Regions from separate parts of the Mus musculus genome. Here regions 1 and 3 are each linked to region 2. A link is a contact called in public HiChIP or PLAC-seq and promoter capture Hi-C data. All regions are on one chromosome and are shown on one strand. The core of a region is the stretch at or near the end of the contact, and the rest is flanking DNA. Distances in the headings are between cores, read along the strand shown. Region 1 overlaps Arl15 (ADP-ribosylation factor-like 15). Region 2 holds the start of Ndufs4 (NADH:ubiquinone oxidoreductase core subunit S4). Region 3 has its middle 20 kb from the start of Gm41072.

Evidence for each region. Promoter capture Hi-C pulls out the DNA fragments that hold promoters and counts their contacts. HiChIP or PLAC-seq counts read pairs in DNA pulled down with a chosen protein or histone mark.
Region 1: a promoter capture Hi-C map of hippocampal neurons shows a contact between it and region 2, with 2.1 times the contacts expected there. The contact joins the enhancer-like site here to the promoter of Ndufs4 in region 2. A contact is called at or near these places in 5 of 39 promoter capture datasets (the 3T3-L1 cell line, hippocampal neurons and liver), 4 of 115 datasets of contacts at active chromatin or transcription factors (bone marrow-derived macrophages, embryonic limb bud, embryonic stem cells and 1 more) and 1 of 9 other capture datasets (embryonic stem cells).
Region 3: a contact with region 2 is called in an H3K4me3 HiChIP or PLAC-seq map of the SCID.adh cell line, with 13 read pairs. The contact joins the enhancer-like site here to the promoter of Ndufs4 in region 2. A contact is called at or near these places in 1 of 39 promoter capture datasets (the 3T3-L1 cell line), 1 of 484 Hi-C or Micro-C datasets (nephron progenitors), 6 of 115 datasets of contacts at active chromatin or transcription factors (CD8 T cells, the SCID.adh cell line, embryonic stem cells and 1 more) and 2 of 9 other capture datasets (adipose tissue and pancreatic islet).

What each region holds. Positions count from the first base shown.
Region 1 is chr13:114,137,640-114,141,819 of GRCm38.p6, reverse strand. The region is part of intron 4 of Arl15 (ADP-ribosylation factor-like 15); the gene reads right to left. All of the region lies in intron 7 of A430090L17Rik (RIKEN cDNA A430090L17 gene), which reads left to right. Among named protein-coding and RNA genes, the nearest start is that of A430090L17Rik, 12 kb to the left of the region's middle. Within about 2 kb of position 2,094, at least 19 of the 459 cell types and tissues checked have an H3K27ac peak or open chromatin away from gene starts, as enhancers often do. A contact at or near this core is called in hippocampal neurons, where this site is marked.
Region 2 is chr13:114,385,436-114,389,832 of GRCm38.p6, reverse strand. Ndufs4 (NADH:ubiquinone oxidoreductase core subunit S4) reads left to right here and starts at 1,739. Exons shown (of 5, transcript NM_010887.2): 1 at 1,739-1,874. The coding sequence starts at 1,777.
Region 3 is chr13:114,186,487-114,191,132 of GRCm38.p6, reverse strand. No RefSeq gene overlaps it. Among named protein-coding and RNA genes, the nearest start is that of Gm41072, 20 kb to the left of the region's middle. Within about 2 kb of position 2,187, at least 20 of the 459 cell types and tissues checked have an H3K27ac peak or open chromatin away from gene starts, as enhancers often do. A contact at or near this core is called in CD8 T cells and the SCID.adh cell line, where this site is marked.

The DNA of each region.
Region 1 (4,180 bases), core at 845-3,344, 250 kb after region 2:
GCCATCGCAGGTAAGGACAACGTTTGGTTAATTTAAAAACAATACACAGTTAGAATAAAGGCTTTGTTGATTAGCTTCCTCTTAATCATCTAGGGTGAGCTGAGTCTCCATTGTCCCAGTACAAGACGATGCTTGAAGCCTCCCACACAATGGGCTTCGACAGGCCATGCACAACCATGGCAGATGCTCACGACTGGCAGACTGTTTTTCTACCGTGTCTGCTCCCCAAGTTGCTTCATGACTCTCACGGCAATCATACTTGCTCTTATCACTAAGTAGCTTAATTAATGTGATGCCAGCAGATGAAATATGAACTTGAGAAGATAATGTCTATTTCTATGAAAAATTAAATGGAAGGTATTCAAAGAACGCAACGAAGCCAACGCATTAAAAACAAACTACTATTGAATTAGACTTCAGAAAGACATTTTCCAAAACTGATAAAGGACTGGAAGAGAAGATTGCTTTGAGCATGTTTATCTCTTGGTTTTATTTTAAAGGGACAGAAAGCCCAACACAAGAGGAGAATGGCCACGGTCTATACAGTATTAGAAACAGAACACAGAGCTCACATCCGTGGTCAAACCCTGAAGAAAACCCCTTGACCCAGTATGGAAAACATTAGTATTATTTGTATGTTTAAATTAAAAATAACTTCCCATTTTAACTAATTCTTTTCTTTTTCTATTTTCTCCAATGCTGGGGAAGAAACCCAGGGCGTTACTGATTGAACTTAGGGCGCCATACTCTCAGTTGCACCCACACTTGACTAACTGTTCAGCTATCAGTTGAGAGGAGGCCAGTGGGCTGCCGTGTGCTCACAGCTCAGGACTGCCAAGTACACTTCTCCTTGTGTCTGAATCAAAAGCTTTTTCGGAGGGGAAGTCATTAACACTCGCGGCAGTCTGATGTTCAGGGTGCTATACGAAAACATGTCCACTGTCAGAATCAATACTCGTGTCTGTCACCTCAAATCCTTTGGTGGAGGGAAGTCCAAGGACATGGAATTAAAACACACACACACACACACACACACACACACACACACACACACACACACATACACACACAGTCCCACAGATGAATACTGCTTTAGTAAACGTTTAATTATCCTGAATGAATCTGAAATAGTCTTTTCTTCTCTTCTCTTTTCTTTTCTTTTCTTTTCTTTTCTTTTCTTTTCTTTTCTTTTCTTTTCTTTTCTTTCTTTTGTTTTTGAGACAGGGTTTCTCTGTGTAACCCTGGTTGTCCTGGAACTCACAGAGATCTGCTTGCCTCTGCCTCTTGAGTGCTGGGATTAAAGCTGTGTACCACTACTGCCTGGCCTTGAAAGGGGACTTTCTAACTAGAACTTATGCCTGTTTTGGGGAGCCGAGGAACAGAAAGAGAACCATAAAGACCACATATCAATGAGGAAAACTGCTGTGTGTGTGTGTTTTAAACCAATGGTTTGCATCAGCATGTTCCACACTTAGAATTCTTTAGGTAACAGGGGATTTTAGTGCTTTCTATTATTTCAAAATGACCACATTTCCTTAAAAGCTTCTCATATTGACATTTCCATTTGCATAGTGATGATTCTATGATATGGCTTGAAATTTTAACCTGTCAAATGCCAGTACAAGAAAATACCTGTTTGTACATAGTATCAGTTTTTAAAAGTGCACGCATGGTGGGTACCAATATGATGGAAACTTCCGTTAACGCAAAGCGATACATCAGGCTATGTGCTCACAAATGTTATCTTCGAAGGAGGAGTTATCTGAAAGCTTGTCTTTATCCCATTTAAGCATAAAGGACTTGGGATTTTCGAAACAGATTTGCAAACTCTGGGTGTCCACTTTTAATCTACTCTTTCACGTAAAAAGAGAAAGAGAGAAAAAAAAGCGGCTCTGGAGAAATCTGTATTTGAGAAATGCATTCTTTTTTATTTGACTCGCAGCTTTTCATCCAGACCGACAACACCCATAAGTTGCACGTTTCTTAGCAGTTAAATGAAAAAAGGGTTTTCATCAAACATCTGGGAAATCTGAAATCTCTTGCAGCTGCTGGAATACTTGTATCTGACTTCTTATACGTCGCCACAGATGGCCGACTTGCAGCAACCTGGCCACAGGCTGCGCTGCTCTCTGGTGCCCTTCAGCTGGGAACTGAGAGTCCCAGGAAGTAACAGTAACAGAAAGCATCATGCTTTAGGCTGGGGTTTGCTTGGTCAGGGCAGGGCTGATGACCTGGCAATCCTCAGGACACTTCCCACCCAGCCTAAGGGAAGCAAAGGCTATGGCCGATGAAGCAGAAGAGACTGAGAAGAGACTGAGCACAGAGGTGGAAAGAGACTGGAGCTGAGACAGCTCTTCGCACTCTAACAAATTAAGTTACTAAGGCAAGGAATTATTTCAAGCACCAAAAGACACAACTTATTACCTAGCACTTATGAAAGACGTGAAAAGCGGTTGTCTAAATGAGCAAAATTTCTTTGCAGGCAAGACAATGGGAAGGGAGGGGTTGCTTCTGCTTCTCGCGGCTTTTATGAAGCCTTACAAATGAGACACACAGTCCAGGTTAAAGAAACGCATTTGTGCTGCATCATAGATGCTTAAAAATAGTCCAATATCTGCACAAAGCATAGAAGAGCTCTCTGGAAGAACCACGAACCCCTTGCACACCCAATATTCCCCCTCTCCGTTTCCTCCCATCTGCCAGCTGGGTTTCATTTTAAGAATTTCACACTGAATATAAAGTGCTATTTTGACCATGTGGCTCCAGAAATGTGAATTTATAGTCTATTCAGCTTGCACGGAAGTGATTGACAGAGAAAGGATTAACCAACTGGATGTCAGGATGCAGTGATTTTTCCAGGTTACCTACTTACTTACACGTGAGGCTAGCGAGAAGGATGGCTTCCCAGCAGGGGAGTTGCTTCTTACTGAACTACTGAGTGACCACTATGCCTTGGAACTCTTTTCTCTGTGTTGGTACACACCGCATTCATCTATTTTCACATCTGTGAAATGGGAATACTAAAGTCTTTCTTAGACACCCCTTGCAGCAAGGCCCATTTGCTCACAGACTGAATCTAGAATTATTGGTCTCGTAGTTTAAGAACAAAGTCATTAAAAGGTATGCATGGGTGTGTATACCTTCCTGCATGTGTATCTGGCTTTTGGGGGTAGGGGGTGGGGAGAAGACTGAAGAGAATGGCCACGGAGAAAAGGACAGACAGACAGACTTAATATTTCCTTACTGTAATCTTAGTCTTTGGGCTAATGATATCTCATAAACATGGAAAATTTTCTCTGCACACAGTATTCCAGAGATAGCTGGGAAGGTTGGAACATCTAGAAATATCTCAAATATCATTGCCATGGAAGCTCTTTCACAGAAGGCAGCCCTCCCCCCTTTCTTTAAAAGTTACCCATCTTGCTTTAGACTTCTCAATACCCACAGGAGGTATCACCACAGACAAGATGACTGCTCTGTTTGTGAGTACTGTGGGAAAAGGGATGCGACCATTGCCTTCTGAGAAAGGTATGCAGCACGGATTCTCAACCTGTGGGTTCCAACCCCTTTGGGAGTCAAACCACCCTTTCACAGGGGTCCCATATCAGATATACAGCATATCAGATATTACATTATCATATATAATAGTAGCAAAATTATAGCTATGAAGCAGCAATTAAAATAGTTTTATTGGGGGGGGGGGTCACCACAACATGAAGAACTGTACTAAAGGGTCACAGCAGCATTAGGGAGGCTGAGAACCGCTGGTATAGAGGATGACTCACACTTGATACTGGAGCCAGTCTCCAAACTAATAAACCTTTCTACACTTGTATTAGACACACAAATTTGAAATAGGAAGAAACATGACATCATCAGAAAATATCCACTTCTCATATCCTATCAAGTCTGGCCAGGTTCAGGACTTGGAGGGCTCTGGGTGCAGGTGGGTCTTTGAGTTTTATGATATTCTGAAGTGCAAACTACATAAGCCCTCCCTTCTGTCATGTCAAAATAAACACGCATGCTACAATCCGCTGTAATAAGGGGGACTTTCTCCTCCTTGCCATTAAATGTAAATATGGCTTTGATCAAGAACTCACTAACTTTATACCTGTAAGTCTGGCATATTCTGTGAACAGTTAGAGAAACCGGGCGAGCAGACCAAAGTGCAGAGGTT
Region 2 (4,397 bases), core at 490-2,989:
AGAGTAAGTTCTAACAGAGTAAGTGAGTAAAGTCAGGAGTCTTTTTCCCTTCCAGTGTTAGGCCTGAACTCAGGCATATGTCCACGATAAGCCAATGCCATACCACTGAGCTACATCTTCGTCCCTACATTGGCCTTAAAAAATATTATAATAAGGTGTCTGGCTTTTCCGAGGATGAGCTGAGCTAGAAAAGGTGTTTAGTAGAAAAGAGGGGAATGTGTGACTTCTGACCCCATAGTTTTGATTGCTGAGCTGAAGCAGATTGGGCAAATGCAAACATCCCTGCAGAGGGGGACTGTGGTTTGGATCAGAGTCCTACTAGGAGAGGCAGGGAACATAATCAAATTCTAAATACATTTCAAAGATGGAGGCAAAAAGAGCAACCAAGGACCACCCTAAGAGGCTCCGCTAGACAGCTCAGTGGTAAAGTACTTGCCACCAAACCTATGACATTAGTTAGAATGAGAAAACTGACTGTTGAAAGCTGTTCTCTGACCTCCACATGTGCCGTGGCACCCATTTGTATGCATACATACATAAATAAGTACATTAAGAAAGAATCATGACAGGTATTGTGAATACCCAGGCCAACGCTATATCAATATGAAAACTAATGTTCTCCCATCAGTGTTGGGGTATCGTTTGAGAAACAACGTTGAAGACATTAGTGGATGAAAAGGTCTGTGAATACTCTGGAGGCTGAAGAAGGAGGGTGGTAAGTTGAAGTCTAGCCTGGATAACATCGAGAGATACTGTCTCTTACAAGAAACAAAGAAGCTAGGAATGTAGATCAGTGATGAACTGCACACCTGTCCCTGGATTTGACATCGCAGACTTGGAAACAAAAAGAAAAGAAAAGAAAAGGTTTGTTGAAGCACTGAGGAGCCAGGTGCGATTAGATAGGACACTTAAACCTGGTTATCGTTTATAATCTTTGCTTTTTGTTACTTTTAATGGCCATTGGAATGGAATGGGTGACAAATGGAAGGGATGATGGAGATAGGAAGAATAATCAAGATGGCTCCGCCCCTTTTCCGGGTGGGGCGCGGGGGGGGGGGCGAGGTGTTTGCTTGGTAGTTCCAGTGACAACCTTCCATACTCTACCCTCAACCTCAAATCAAAGGCTTATAAGAGCAGATCACCAAGCCTTTGGTACCTGTATGCTAGGTAGGCAAGCACTCTACCAACTGAGCTACATCCCCAGCCCCCACTAGATTTCATGTAAATCCATATGGTCTTTCTTTCTTTCTTCCTTTTTTTTTTTTTGCGAGGCTAGCTTTTTAGTGTGGAAAATATGATTATTATAACTACAGACCATCAAACTGAGTGCAGCCTGTTCTGAAGGCTTGCAAACGGAATCTGGCAACACTTTGGGAAAGTACTACTTTAGTTTCTCAAAGACTCAAGAAGCCCTCCGGCTCTTCCAGTGGGCCCAGCCTCAGATATTCCGAGTTCTTTGAAAAATTATGAGTTACAGGTGTTTACATTTTTCGAAGCGTTTTCTTTTGGGCTTCTCAGCCTCAATGTAAATGACCAACCTTACTAACAAGGATTACTTTCTATAGAGGCATCATTTGCATTCACTGAGTCCTTTCATCCATTTCCCTCTTTAGTTCTTTCAGCTAGAACTTTAATTTCTTTTCTAGGTCCTCAATCGCAAAAGGAAAACAAACAGAACATGCCTCTGTTTCACTGCGGCCGCATTGCTTTGAGAACGGAGGAAGTGAGTCCCTAGCGGGGATCCGTACTCGCATCCTGGCGTTTGCCTACAGGAAGATGGCGGCGGTCTCAATGTCAGTGTCGCTGAGACAGGCGATGTTGGGGCGAAGGGCAATGGCTACAGCTGCCGTTTCCGTCTGTAGAGTTCCATCCAGGTAACATAACTGTCAGCCTTGTCGAGCTATTCATTCAGGGTTCCCAGGTCGCTCCACTTTGGGGGAGGCTGGGCCGGCTGGGCCCCGGAGGCGGCCTTGGGAACGCGTCCTCCCTTGACCCTTCCTCGGGATGCGGGGACCGACGCTGGTTTCCGGCGAGGCGCCTGCGGGGCCTGGGGTTCTGCAGCTGCGGACGGGCGAGGGTCTGTGCGGAGGAGCTGTGAACTGGATCGTGGCTCCTGAGAAGGGGAGGAGTCTGGGCGACCTCTCTCCCAATGTCCTACATCCCTTCCGCTTGTCACCTGCTTGCCCCATTCCAGCCTGAAAGGGTAAATCCCTGCTATCCTTTCCCTGGCTTTAGTTAATATCGGCTGGGCTTCCAAACAGAAAGGTTGTTGTATTCATCATTGTGCATAAGAGGAAAACTTCTCAGGACTTCAGAGTTTATAGCAATATCCATCGGAAGGTTACAGCGTACCTGTTTTTTGTCTTTCTAACCAGTGCGTTCCAGTCTTAAGTTCCACCACGGAGCTACGCTCTCAGGCAGCAAGGTGGCTTTTATTTTGATTTGTTTACTTCGTTTGTTTGTTTGAGACAGATCACACTATGTAGCCCTAGATGCCGGAAGGTTTCTTGTGGTGACTGCCCCCTCCCTTCCCCCCCGCCCCCCTCCGCAGCATTGCTCTATTTTACGTAGTCTCTGTTTTCCTGGGTGTATAAGATACTGGGTTTTATCACTTGTTTCGAAGTTTGCTCCTGTGAAGAGTGGCCTTGTATTGACAGCTGCATGCTGTGGAGACTACATTCAATGTTCACAGTGAGGATGGGTCTGTAAGGGGTGGGAAGAATGTGGTACAAAAAAAAAAAAAAAAAAAAAAAAAAAGGAAAAGTCTGGCACACTGGTACAAGCCTTTAATGCCAGCCAGCTCTGGGGAGGCAGAACCAGAGGCGGCTGGATCTCTGTGAGTTCCAGGACAGCCAGAGCTACTTAGAGAGACCCTGTCTCAAACAAGACCAAACCATTAAATACCTTTAAGAAAGAAAAAGGGAACTAGTATCTATCAAAATGCTTGTTAAATTAGTGTTAAGCTCAATACAGAGGGAATACAGAGTTAAAGTGAGCTGGTTGGAACTTTTGGAGACAAATTTTGATGCAGTTTTAAGTAGTGGTTGTTTTGTGGGAAAGAAAAGGTTGCCCTTAGTAAAGTCAGGAGATTTGTAAAAGGCCTCAGGGACTGGGGATAGAGTTGAGTTGGTACAGAGAGTGCCTAGAGTTCATGATGTACTGGCTTCAGTCTCCAGCACCTAATAAAACGTTCCTCGGGCACATAAACTCTAATCCCAGCACTCCAGAGTTGCAGAAAGGGTGGGGCGGGGGCTTTTCTGCAGACAGTAGTAGAGCACTATATCTATCTATCTATCTATCTATCTATCTATCTATCTGTAAATAGATATATATATGCGTGTGTGTGTATATATATATATATATATATATATATATATATAGAGAGAGAGAGAGAGAGCGCAGTCACTGGAAAATAAATACTGTAATACTGGTGGAAAGTAAAAGATAAATTTGTAATAAAGTGTTTTACACATGAGGAACTTGGGAAAAACCAAATTGTTCTCTAAGATAAAATACTCCAGTGATTACTTTATGCTGACCTAGTTTAGACCTTTCCCACTTACACATTATGGAGATTAATTTACATAATGTAATACTAATGTGCTCATTATAGAACTTGAACTGAAAACAAATTTAAGGGACCATTAGTGTATTTCTCAACAGTTATGTTAGTTGAAGTTAAGATAATACTTGATTTTACAAATGGGTAGCTATTACTACACATCTAAATGTAACAGGTTTTCCTTGTAAATATGTTATTAGAGATTTGAAAATAGCATATATATAAGTTATATAAGATCGTGCTTCTTTCGTAGTTAAAAACATTAAAACCCAGAGGAAATAATTTTGACTGTACACTACCGATTTTTTTTTTTTTTTTTTTTTACTTTTGTATGTGCATCTTACTGGAGACAATTATGCTTCCCCTCATGTTTATATGGAAACTTTTTTTTTTTTCTTTTTTGAAACAGGGTTTCTCTGTATAGCCCTGGCTATCCTGGAACTCACTCTGTAGACCAGGCTGGCCTCAAACTCAGAAATCCGCCTGCCTCTGCCTCCCAAGTGCTGGGATTAAAGGCGTGTGCCACCACCGCCCGGCTTATATGGGAACTTCTTACTGTATATGCTTAAGTTAATGATTTGTAAAGACTGAATAGAAAGAAATCCAACCCATGGGGCAATTTAAATGTCAATTGCTTTTAAAAAAACTTTTTGTGATCCTTAAAGAAATGAAGGTGAGCCAGACCTGTGAGGCAGGTGGTGAGGGAGCAAGAGGTGAGAGGTAGAGGAATGGGAGCCAGTGTCAGTGGTCGAAGGAAGCTCTTACCTATGACACTGACGCTTGGATTCAATTATAATGACAATGTAAAGAAAAAAAAAACCAGCATGTAAGAAAG
Region 3 (4,646 bases), core at 938-3,437, 200 kb after region 2:
AATCAAATGATCCAACCGCTCTGCTCCTCGTTTGGAACCCCGAGAGAGGTACCAGGAAACGCAGTTTTGGCTGAGAGAATGTGGCTATGAATAAAGAAAGCTGTCATAGACAACTGCTGTCTTGCTCCGGTTCAACCCAGCCCTTCGCCTTTGCATAAGGACCCACAGTAGGTATCAGCCAGGGGGCTGGAGTCAGACCAGACTCAGGGAACACAGTCCTCCAGCCTTCCGCCTCTGCATTTTGGAAGAGAATCGGACTTCTATCCTTGTCCCATTATTTAGTGTTTGGGAAAGGGCCCAATTAGCTAGGAGACTGGGAGCTTAGAATTTCTGCGAAGGTGGGCTGTGGCATTAAGAAACGGTTATGAAGTCTGTAACCCCAAACCCCTCTAACAGTTTCCTAACTATCCTCAGGAGACGGACACTCTTGGCTGAGATAGGAGGGAGGAGTATGGCTTCAGAGAGATCAGCTTCGCCCTCGCCCTCGCCCTCGCCCTCAGTGGTGGGAAGCAGCGTTCTTGTGACCCGATTTCAATCTTTGCTAATGAACCATTTCAGAACAACTGAAGTTTCTGGAGTCACTGATAATTGCATACATTTTCCTTTCTCTCTCTCCTCTCTCTCCTCTCTCTTCACTTAAGAATCTTAAGTCTCCATCCATGAAGCCCCATTTTTAGTAACACACTGGATCCTGCCAACATCCTGGGGCTGAGTTTGCCTTTCCACTTCTAGGAATTTCCACGGACATGCAGGAGGGGGGGGTTCCAGGCTGCCAAGATGGCTGTGAATGTGTGTGACCATCGAGGAGGTTGAGGTCAAAGGTCTCTCTCTCTCCAAAGCACCTGAGGTGAGCGGCTTCAACCACTTCAGAACAAGATCGCCAGTTCACCTCAGCCACAAGGTGATCTGGCGCCAGAATTGTTTTTAGTCACTCTAACCGGTCCCCAGGCCCACTGCAAGACAGCATCCAAAAAGGCCAAGCGTTTGGAACCACAAACCCCCACGGGGGGACAACAGGGCTCTGTGGTGATGTGGTTTATGGAGCCTCATTTTTAAAATCTGACATACTTACAATGAAAGTCGCTGTGAAAAAAAAAAAAAAAAACAACAACAACAACTGGATTCCCCCCACCTCCTTTGCTATTTATTGCCTTGCATGGTATTAAGGTTATCTCAGAACTCAGCCATCAGGGACAAGGCCTTGAACAACTCAGTGTTTCACCCCAAAGTGAATCTGCAGTTAACCCTTTGAACAACAGAGCAATGTGATTCTTGCCACGTAGTGTTTTTTTAAAAAAAAAAAAATACTGAAACCAGAGTAACAAACACAAAGGGATTGAGGCCCTAAGTGGAAACACCCCCTCAGGTTTTGTAGAGCCTGCCATGTTCACCACAGGGCCTCTGATGTTTTTATAGTAGAGACTCTGATAACCAAGCCCTACTTTTCATTGTAACTCAGATGTAGACTCAGAACCTTCCTTCCCTCCTGTGGTTACTCGTGGGCGCTCTTCCTTTCAGCCTCTGTTCCCCGCAGCCAGCCAGCCAGCCAGCCAGCCAGCCAGCCAGTCAGGGAGGCATGTTACACTAAGCCTTATTTAATACGGCTGACTTTACTGGGTGCTTGTGGCCCGGGACCTTAGTTTTTGCAGCTCTTAAATGCCATCTCAAATCCATTACAACGTGTGGGTGAAGCTAATAAAACCACTCAAAGATCAAGACGGCATGACACCAACTTCATAGGCATGATTCTACAATAAGGACATGTATTCGAGGTGAGCACCATTCGGTATCTGGCTACTCTTTTCCAAGACTCTGCTGAGAGGTTTGCAGAGCTTCGGAGGCCAGGATCATGGCTCAGTCAATGGCATCAGATGCGATGTTGATCTCCCTGCCACCAATCCATCTATAGTTAGGCGAGGAACCGAACTGGGCCAATGATTTGCTCAATTTTGCATGGGCCACGTTTATAGGTGCAACACGAAATCTGCTCTCAGATCTCTTGGGAACGCCCTAATCAAAGACCACAGCAGAGTTCAAAAAGTCCTTGAGAAAGCCATCTGGGAACTTTTGTGTGCTGACAAGTTTTGTTCTCGAAAGTCACAAACACACTTGCAAGATCACAAGCAGATACGGTAGACTTCTGAGAAAATGCAAGACCACATTGTGGCCTGACAAAAAGCCACAGGCCCTCGAAGGTCACAGATCTCTTTGGGAGCTTCACTACCTGTACCCTATAACCACAGGACACACTGTTTTCATGAGAACTAGCTGAAACTTCTCCAATAATGGCTTAGGTATGTGCCGGCTAACAAGGAAGTGAAATCAGAAAACTAGTCTAAAAGTAGCCACAATTTAAGTGGCTACGTACACACCCTGTTTTCTTGAGCTTGGAACATATGCTATGTGACTGATCTTAGTCATCATTTTATGGAGTGATTATTGCTATCTTCACCTTGCAGATTAAAACACTGGTATGGGAAGAAACCTGTCATAAGACATCCAGCTTTTAAGTGGCATGCCCAGATTCAAAACTATTCATAGCTAGATGATGCATAAAGGCAGTTTGGTCCAGAACAGATACTTCGAGTGATGGTGGCTACCTGAAGATTAAAGTCAAGCTTAAAATTTGCAATTACATAGTAATGCTGTAACCATTACACTGTCATGATGCAATGCTTTATCTGTGTGTCTACAACAGTACTAGTGCCAATGACCGACTGCGTTGCTGGCCGTTTAAAGGAACAGCAATGTAGTTACATATTATGTGCCGCACATGCGAGCCAACGCCTGTGCTTCTGGCTTGTGTATTTCCAGATTTGTTGTTCCTTTAGAGTCTTCCGCTTGCTTCTACTTATTGAAAAATGGTGTCACTGCCCTGCAGAAGGCTGGCCAGCCTGCAGCAGCCACATGTATCTTGTGTTTATAATAACTTTGTGATAGTCCAGCAATGATGAAATTGTCTGATGACACATTTCTCTGCATAGCCCCAGCATTAAGCAACACATGTCTGCAGTTTTGCTCCAGCCACGCTCTTGTCCCAACACCACCTGTGTATGTGCCGTTCTTCATCCTCCAAAGCCTTGTCCCTCGGATGCATTTTACACTGTTCGCGGTCATAGCATCGAGCTTCCCTCAGCCTTGCCTCTCTGTGTGAAGACCACCCTGTCTTCACAAAAGATGTACACATTCCTTTTTCAGTTTCTGGATATTTTATGCAGAACTTCAGGACTGCATTAATCTGATTCTAATTGCAATTGTTTTTATGCTAGTCTGTCTCCTGTTGAAGACAGAATTTCTTAAGGGCAAGATTCATGTGTGTGTGGCCCATGCCCCTAGGACTGACATAAGTTTCAGATTGGTTAACCCTTAATGAATATTGCTGAATAGACGGACAAATGGCTAGATCCCTAGGAAATCTTATGTTTTCAACTGTGGTGAAAGTATTAGATATAACCACAGAAAGCAGAAATTTCTATTTATTTGTTTATTTACTGACTTATTTATTCACTGTTCTTTGAGACAGGGTTTCTCTATGGAGTCCTGGCACTCACACTGTTTGAGGTTGGCCTCAAACTCATAGCCATCCACCTGCCTCGGCCTCCCTAGTGCAGGGTAGTGGTGTGGGTAGTTTCGTGTATTCTACCTAATAAAACCATTACCGTTCTGGTGACAATTCAGAAATGTGACTGGTTTTCAAATAGATGTATTACGTTACACACGTGTTTTTAAAAGGGTCTTACGTAGTTTTTAGGGTGACCTTGAATGCCTGATCCTCCAGCCTCCACCTCCCAAGTGTAGGAATTAGAGGTGTGTACCACCACACCAGTTTATAACGTACTGGGAAATAACTCTAGGTCTGTGATTATGCTAGTCATATACCCTACCAACAGAGCTATATCCGCAGGCCAAACTTCACATGTATAAACTAATTATTTAAGTCCCAGTTGTCATACTTTGCAGAGACTCTGACTTCTTATACAGTTCTGAAACACTAAATACTGCATATTCATTCAGAACTGATTGGCCTTTGAAAGTCAGTTTCCTACCCAGTGCATCCACAAAATCCAGCTAGCATGCAGGGAAGGGAAAGTCTTGCAATGGCTGCGAACGGGATTGCATGCCTTTACTCTGGGCGGGGTACATCTCTGTTCTGTCATCTGGAAGAGCAGGGTTGTAGTAATGTCAGTGTCTCGGGGTTACCTTAGCTAAACTGAGATAACCCATGGTGCATAGAATAATGTTCAGGTTATATGCAGGGTTCGGTGAGGGTTACTGGTCTTATTAATACTTTAGGATTTGGTTCCTATGACACATAGACATCTTAGGAAGCAACAGAATATAGAATGAGAGGTACACAAACCTCCATGAGTGCTCACTGCGAAGGCTGTGTTCCTATTTGGATATTTCCTGGACGTTGGGGCATTTCCCCCACAGAGAAATGGAGCATATTGAAAGTGAGGGAATTTTGCAGTTTTTCTGGACATCTAAAGCCTTGTCCTTTATTTTTCCATGTGGCATCCCGGCTCTTAGATTCTCGCTGGCGCCTTTTATAGCTTCATGCTCTCTTATTGTACAAATCTAAGTCCAGCTGTGGTGGTGTTTGAAAATAATCAAGCTGGCGTCACCAATCCCCTTCTTCCTTTTCT